3 separate regions of the Zea mays genome follow, and regions 1 and 2 are each linked to region 3. The links are chromatin contacts, called in public Hi-C maps. All regions are on one chromosome and are shown on one strand. The core of a region is the stretch at or near the end of the contact, and the rest is flanking DNA. Distances in the headings are between cores, read along the strand shown.

The links. Hi-C and Micro-C count contacts between places; a contact is called where the count stands out from the background.
Region 1: a contact with region 3 is called in a Hi-C map of endosperm, with 3 times the contacts expected there. The contact joins the promoter of LOC100283831 here to the promoter of LOC103647251 in region 3. A contact is called at or near these places in 7 of 25 Hi-C or Micro-C datasets (bundle sheath, ear, endosperm and 2 more) and 1 of 3 datasets of contacts at active chromatin or transcription factors (leaf).
Region 2: a contact with region 3 is called in a Hi-C map of ear, with 2.7 times the contacts expected there. The contact joins the promoter of LOC100191504 here to the promoter of LOC103647251 in region 3. A contact is called at or near these places in 4 of 25 Hi-C or Micro-C datasets (ear, leaf and tassel).

The regions. Positions count from the first base shown.
Region 1 is chr2:169,184,366-169,187,065 of Zm-B73-REFERENCE-NAM-5.0, reverse strand. It overlaps LOC100283831, which reads right to left and starts at 1,268. Exons shown (of 5, transcript NM_001156729.2): 1 at 582-1,268; 2 at 294-399; 3 at 1-98. The coding sequence starts at 993.
Region 2 is chr2:168,768,543-168,771,242 of Zm-B73-REFERENCE-NAM-5.0, reverse strand. LOC100191504 (P-loop NTPase domain-containing protein LPA1 homolog 1) reads right to left here and starts at 1,387. Exons shown (of 7, transcript NM_001136936.1): 1 at 1,209-1,387; 2 at 841-1,100; 3 at 43-124. The coding sequence starts at 1,334.
Region 3 is chr2:169,013,678-169,016,377 of Zm-B73-REFERENCE-NAM-5.0, reverse strand. LOC103647251 (diacylglycerol lipase-beta) reads right to left here and starts at 1,325. Exons shown (of 7, transcript XM_008671808.4): 1 at 909-1,325; 2 at 339-538. The coding sequence starts at 1,239.

The sequences.
Region 1 (2,700 bases), core at 19-2,518, 170 kb before region 3:
CAGCAGGATCTATTTCGCAACATGTCAAGGAGTCGCCTAAGACGCTCTCGAGTCTGTCCTGGGTTTCTTCTCTCCTGCTCTTTGTGTGCAGAAGCCCCCTGAAACCGTTCCAGAATATTTAGTTTTCATCGTATCACAGAATAAGACAATTCTTGGTATCCGAGACAAGATGGTCGATGAAGAAATAAAAAGCTACAAGTTTTCATCCTATCACAGAATATTAGTCTTGGAATTTAGCGAGAGAGAGAAAAAAAAATATTCTCCGAAAAGGATGTGTTTTGAGCTAAACCGACCTGGCATCTGTGATGAAGAAAAGGTCCAGCACACTCCCATCAGGCGTGGTAGAGACCTTCACCCTCCGGATCGTGAGCTCTAGCTCACACAAAACGCGTGTCACATCTGTGGAACACCGAATTCCCACGAAAAGATCCAAAATTAGACCCTTTTTTTCTTCAGTAGCAGATGTGCTTGCTTGGCTTACATTAAAAATTCAAATTTGCTGGACGGATATGAAGTAGTTACTGAACCTAGCACTTGGCATAGAACAGAGCAACAGCCGGAGGTGGATTCAGAGGCGTTACCGTGCAAGAGTCCCATCCGGTCGAAGCAGCATAGCTTGAGCAGGAAGAGCTGTGGCGCGGGAGGCGGAACGTCCTGCAGGCCAGCCGCCGCCGCGAGGTACGCGTCGTGGGACCCGAAGCCGAATGGCGGCGCGACGGGGCAGAGCTGAAGCAACCGGTCCTTGAGGAGGTCCCACGGCACGGCCACGGGCCGCCGCCCGCGCGGCAACAGCCAGAACACGATGTAGCACCAGCGGCCGTCGGTGCTCATGTCTCCCTTGACGACGCTGAGGCCGAAGAGGAGGACGGCCCGGCACAGGTCGCAGCCCAGTCCTGTCTTGTCGGGGCAGCTCACGGTGACGACGGTGGGCTCGCCGGCGGCGTCGGCGTGCCGGATTTGCACCACGTCGTCGCCGTCGCTGGGTATCCCCATCAGCTGCGATGGCGGTGTCAGTCTCAGAAGCAGCAGCAAGCGGTGGCAGATTCGCGGAATCCACGGCCGTGCCGCCGATGCGCTTTGCAAGCGGCTGCTCTAGACTGGGAGGACGGGATCCTCCTCCTCTTCCTGCTCGGTTGCCGCGGCCGCGGGGACAGACAGCGGAGGCTGCGCTGGAGGTGCACGGAATCTTTGTGGATGGATTCGCTGGTCTAAAGCGAGATCCCTCCTTGCTCATCTTCTCACTCATCTTCCTGGGGGAGAAAAGAAAACGAAAGTGATGTGCTTGTTGTGGACAAGTCAGCAACCCGCATACGAGGCAGCCCAACATTGGTTGGTCGGTGCAAAACGCAGAAACGAGGGAACAGGGAAGTGAAAAAACTACCGGATTGCAAACCACTGGAATAGAAAAAAAATGGATTGTTTGGACCGCAGAAAAGAAAATTGAATCTGTAAATATTATGTCCTATAAACAAAGTGGCTATTGGCCGTTGCTTGCTTCTTCTCGTCACTAAATAGTTGCACCCCTCCTATCCTGAATACAGAAAAAAAAGTAGTACCACACAACAAGACAAGTATGCATGTGATCATTCTTAAACCTTGGAGAGTTGCACATCTCTCGTCCTAGTGCTGGCAACTTTATTTTAGTGGTACGAGGCGTTTTTTTTTTCTTTCTATGGCTCTAAATTATCATCGCCGACGATCACAAGATGAAGATGAATACATTTTCTCATCCACCTAACACCGGAAGAAGGTAGCTCATCCATATCATCGAAAATGAAGCAATACACAATTCTATAAGAGCAGTAGCATTAATTTAACTGTAATATAGGCTAAAAGATGATGTGGCAAGCAATTAAATGAAGAAAGAGTAAGAAATCAGGTCTTACATAAGACTTGGTTTTAACACGATATCCAAGACACAATGAGAGAGATGAGTATTAAATTAAGTTAAATAATATTGATGTTTGCGTTGAAGAGGTAGTGTCTAGTAGTAGTTTCTAGATGACGTGGAGGCTATAGAAACTATAAGTAAGCCATGTTTGTTTCAGCCTTTTTTAGCTTCTGACCACCAGAAGTTGCTGCGGACTGCCAAACACTCAGCTTTTCAGCTCGCTTTTATAAGAATTGATTTAATAAAAACCATCCAAAATCAACATGAATACAGAATCGGCCGAGTCGTTGCAATAGTAGGAATCCGTCTCTTTCTAGATCCTGAACCCTTAGAAAAGCTGGTCAGAAAAAGCTAGATTCTTAGAAAAACTGGATTCCTCCATATGTAATGTCCACGATACTCAGATTCTTCTCACAACAAGATTGCCTCCACAACCAGATTCTTAGAAAAGTTGGTCAGGAAAAAGCTGAAGCAAACAGGCCCGTAGAGTCTTGGGTTGGGCTGCTCTAAGGAATGGGGGCACATTTACTTCTGAAACTCTAACAGGGCATCAGGTCGAGTGCAAAAGATGTTTCCATGTGGAAAAAGAGATTTACCAAACTCTTGCTCAAAGATTGTGTGAAAATAAACTCCTATGGTTTGGATTGATGATGGGTGATTGTCAACGGATAGCGTCTCGAGTTGAGTCATATACTAACCCAGATGTGAGTTATGTGTGTGCAACCATGTCCCTCGGCTTGTGTTGTGCAGGCGTGGAGCACAGGTACTGTGGTCCACGGCGAAGGTAAAGTTCATGCGGGTTCGTGCCG
Region 2 (2,700 bases), core at 138-2,637, 250 kb after region 3:
AGGGCATACAAGTAAGGAAGTAAGAAAAAATAAAATTATTACCAGCAACGTAGAAAGAGTAGACTTGCCACAGCCACTAGTTCCACAAAGAAGAACCGTGATAGATTCCTTTCGTTCACGAATCCTAAGGCAAGATGAAAGAACATAAGTGAAAGGGACAAGGATACAATATGAACACCTTTAAAAAGTTCCCTTTGAAATGTATGTGATCAATCCGGAGGCACTAATGCTTGTGGGTCTGAAACAGTAAAGGGGTGTTTGGTTTGTAGGGACTAATTTTTAGTCCCTCCATTTTATACTATTTTAATCCCTAAATTGCCATATACAGAAACTAAAATAGAGTTTTAGTTTCCGTATTTTACAATTTATGAACTAAAATGGAATAAAATGGAGGGACTAAAAATTAGTCCCTAGAAACCAAACACCCCCTAAGTGCAGTTTACATCGGTGACAACACAAGTATGGAAATTCGTTATAGATGTTAGCCCCTATAACAATTGCAATAAGACAATTTGAATCTCGTCCAATCGGCAAATAGGCATAGTTTGCATAGTCATCCTTTCAAGGAGTAACATTAGTATTGATTATGCTAAGTAATCAAATCACCATGCTACCTTGGCGTGTTCAGAATTATCTGTCCTGAGCATCACATTCAGAAATCAGGTTATATTATATATGAGCTGCTGAATGTTTCAGAACGACGTGACAAGCATGAACAGCGACGCAACAACAGATTACCTCAAAATGAGGGAATTTTTCAATTATTTTCTCAGCAAAATGAGGAAATCTTGAATTGCAGTGGCAGAAGAGAGGAGGGCAGGAAAGGTGTGGCGGACGGACCTGCAGGCGAGCATGAGATCGGCGCGCTGGTTGGGGGCAACGTACTTGTAGAGGGCGAGGGCGTCGAGGACGAGGTCGAGGAAGAGGTCCCTTGGGAGGAGGACGGTGGTCCGGCGCTTGTATAGCTCGAACTGGAACTGGCGGGGGCTTGCGGTCGGGGTGGCTTCGGCGACCTCGTACCTTTGTACCCGGGCGGAGGTGGCCGTGTCGCCGTGGCCCTGGTGGTCACCCCGGATGACATCAAACACCCTGCGGCTGATCTATACAAGAGAAAAGGAGGGAGCGGAGGACCGAATCAGACAAAAACACACGAAACATCGGAGGTCCGGTGGGATCGACATCGAAGATGTAGAGGCGGACGGACGGACCTCGAAGGCGTGGCGTGGCTTGCATCCCATGAGCTGGAGGGTGCTATGGAGGAGGGAGCGCGTGTATCGGAAGGAGGAGGCGTTCTCGTCAACCACCACAATGTACAGCAGCTTCGCCGACGCCATGGGCGCCGTGGCTGGAGGTCGCCGGCAGAAGGGAAGGTGGCGGTCCGCTCCGGTGGCTCTCCTTTCCCTTGCGTCGTCTGGTTCCTCCGGTCTTGTTCTGGTTCTGGTTCTTATTCGGTGGGTCAGCTCGGATAGTCGTGGCTCCTCGGTTTGGGCTTTTCCCGTGCCCTTTCACCTGCCGGGCCTGACACGACACGGCGGCTTACATCTTCTACCACAATTTGAATTTCGCCTCACCTCATTCTTAATAAATAACTAGCCCCCTCATTCTTAATAAATAACTAGCTCCGTGATTTTACTACGGTTTTTATATATCATATAAATAGATATTAAAATATTTATTCAAATATAATTATTATTTATTTGTAAACATTAAGTTACATATAGTTTTGTGGTTAGCCACAAATTTCTAGAGTAGGGAATGTGTGTTCAAATGCTCGTTTTGCACTATTTTTATATAAATATTGTTTATTTCCAAACACTAAGGTACGTGTGGTCTGATGATGGCTGCGCGAGCAGTAGTTGAGAGAATGCTAAGCGTGGAGCTAACATGGCACGACGCCGAGGCGAAGGCGCGTGGGACAGACACAGTGTGTCAGCGCGAGGTGAAGCCGTGGTAGCACCAGGTAACTACTTTTCGTTCTTAATAGTAGTAGAAATAATAATAAAGCCTAAGACGTTTTGAGTGTTTTAATAATTTTATTATACATTTACATATAATATTGAAGTGGTTGGTTTAGAGAATTATTCCGTTCTAGATGATGTCATATTATGAGTCTATCACTGAATTTAGTGAAATAACTTTATTTCTCATACACTACTATTAATTATTATCTTATGAGAAATAGGTGATGATATATGAACTCATTCTATTTTATAAACTAAATAAAAATTAGAGTGAGATGATGACAGACTATCTCATTTTACAAAACAAACACATTCTACGTTTAGATATGTGGTAAGAGCAATATATCCAGAATAATTAAAATATTTTATAATTTAGAATAAAGATTGCAGTAAATATATGCACTCATTACACCGACTGCAGCATGAGATATATTTTATTGTGGGGTTCTTGCGAAAATAAGCAAGCATTTTTTATCAGATTTATTTAATTGAGCTTAGCCTAACCTTATAAATCAAATAAACTTTTAGACCCATAATAAAAGTGATTACAACAATAACGAGGTAATCTGGTAAGGAAAATTGATATTGTGATGGTTTAACTGTAATAGATGGTTATTGCAGATGGACCCTCTCGTGATTCTTATCCACCAAATCAGCCCTTAAAAAAGAGAAAGACATGCCACACACTAAAACGTCCTAAATGGGATCAGGCCGCCATATCCATAACATAAGTTCTGTG
Region 3 (2,700 bases), core at 76-2,575:
AGTGGTGAGAGCTATCTTATTAAGTCACCATGTCGCAGGTTTGTAGCCATTTCTCCACATTTGCGGAGAGAAGGCTTGCCTTGGTTTATCCCTTTCCCAAAGACCACTAATGTGGAAACCTCCAGCACTGGTTCTGCCCACAACAGTCTAAATAGGCTGACACTCTAAATGCTCAATCATCATAGCCAAAGTTAAAAGAAACGTTTGCTTTCTTCTTTTGGAACAATGGTGTCATAGATGTCATATCATGCATACCCAGGTAATCCTTGTTTGTTACTACCAAAAACGCCTACGCAGTTTAAAAACTTCAGTGTGAATACAAAGCCTGCAGGACGTACCATCTTATTGGAGGATATCTGAACGCCCTTGAAAGCTTCCGAGTTCTTTGAGGATGCTTGGCTGAGGTAAATGAGGTAGAGGCCAATGGTGAGATCACTGAGGCTCCAGTCCTTTATGCTTATCTTACTTCTCTGGAGGTCGCTTAGGATCTCACTAAATGTACGAGTGCTTGCAGGGATGTTTTCCACACGACCAGAAGCTGCATTCAGATAGTACAACTTTAACCACTTTCTAATTGTGTGGCATATCTTAATTCTGAATGTGCAGCTATAAATTTGTGTAGCAAAGGAAATAAACAACATAATGTATCCCTTGAGGTCGTCCAGGGATCCACGGCTTATTGAACTAAAGCAGGAACGAAAAAGCAGCTTAACTTCTCAAGTATGGCTGCAAATTGTCAAATCCCACTTTCCCATTTTACAGCGATTCATTCCACACATTAGTTCATCATAATAATATTACCAATGTGCCAATTCGTAAAAAAATGTGTCAGATGGAAGGATGACAATGATGAGGTGAGGTAGGTGTAAGGATAGAATATAAGAGCAACTGAAGTGCAGGAGACGAACACGCGAAAGGCTTCCAGCTGTATTGCTTGTACAGGTCCAGTGCGGGCTCGAGTGCCTTGGAGAGCCACGCGACGTCCGGCCTCCAGCTCCTCCAGGGCGGGCTCGTATCCTCGTCGTCCTCCTCGGATCCATCTCTCCCGACCTCCGCGTCCTTTTTGTGGTTCGTGGCGACCGCCTCCACTAGGACAGCCGCCGCTTTTTTGCCCTTGTCCTCCGGTTCGCTAGTCGTCGGAGTGGGCGGGCCGCGCGAAAGCAGACGGGTGAGAGCGGCGGGTAGGATGGGCCGGTCGAGCTTAATGAGGCGGCCGCGGGAGAGAAGGCGTCTCGCCATGGGCGGCAGCACAGGTCGGGCGGTGGGCGGTGAGCGGGAGAAGACAGAAGAGGGAGGAGACGAGGTTTCTGGACTGACATAAACTGAGGTCAGTTCAGTTATCAAAAAAAAAAAAAAAAAAAAAAAACTGATGTCAATCCCAGCCGTTGATTCGCGGGGGGAAGAAGGTAATGTGGTATGGGATTTAAAAAAACAATGAATAATCAGCGACGTTGTATTGAAAGGAAAAACATCCAACACATAAATTAACGAAGAACAACTATATAGTTTATAAAAAGAATTGAAATTATATTACTTAAAAATTACACAATACTAGATTAAATTAAAATAAAAATTACACAATGCATAAACATAAAACTTACGTCACTTAAAAAATAAAAATTACATAACTCATAAAATGAATTATAATTCCTATAGTGACTCTAAATTCGCTACATTAAATCATTTTAGAGATGATCACACGTAGGGATGAAAACAGGATGGGTACCTGGAACGGGTACTGGATACGAGTAGCCAAAATACCTAGATTTTCGGATACGGATACCGGTTTTTTTTGTCGGGACGGATACGGGTACTACTTAGTTAAGAATTTCCGGATACGGGTAGGATACGGAATCGATAATACCCGACAAATACCCGCCAACGCCGGTCGGATACGGGTATTCAACGGTTGGGTACCCGGATTCACAAATGTGGCATGCTGGCACTTAGGGATGGCAATGGGTACGGGTATGGGTAAATAACTATGGATAATTATCCATTGAATATGGGTATGGTGGAATTTGATATCCGCGGGTATAGTTATGGATATAATAAGGTATCCGCGGATATTTTTTCGCGGGTATAGATATCCAGTATCCATACCCGTTACCCAATAGATATCTAACATCTGGGCCATCCGGATTTATATATTATCATAAATTTTTATTTTTCAATTTTTATCCATAACATGTTGTTTGGTGCTGAAATTATCATTTAATGCTATTGGAATGGTAATTATTTTGAAATGTAATAAAATTGTTGTTTGGTGTTTAATGCTAAAATTGTAGTGGGCGGGCGGGTAACGGGTATCCACTGGATAGCGGATACCCGGCGGGTACGGGTATGGATACGGATCCATACCACGAACGTTTATGTGTATAAATATGGATTAAATTTTGTCTCGCGGGTATAGATTCACGAACTATATATCCGTGTACTACACGTCCGATTGCCATCCCTCCTGGCACTGCCACCCTTGTGCGTTGCGGCATTGGCACCTTGCAGAGTTGCAGACTTTAAGACATTAGACTGAGTGGCTGACCGCCTGAAACCATGGTCAAAGCCTGAATCGGTCAAACACAGCTGCCGGCCTCCGATCCTCCCTGCACTCGGTCCGAGTTCGGAGTGCCGCCTAGTCGCAGCAAGCAGCGCCGGGCCACTGTCCTCCCTGCACTCGCCGGCTCGCCGCCGGACGCCGGT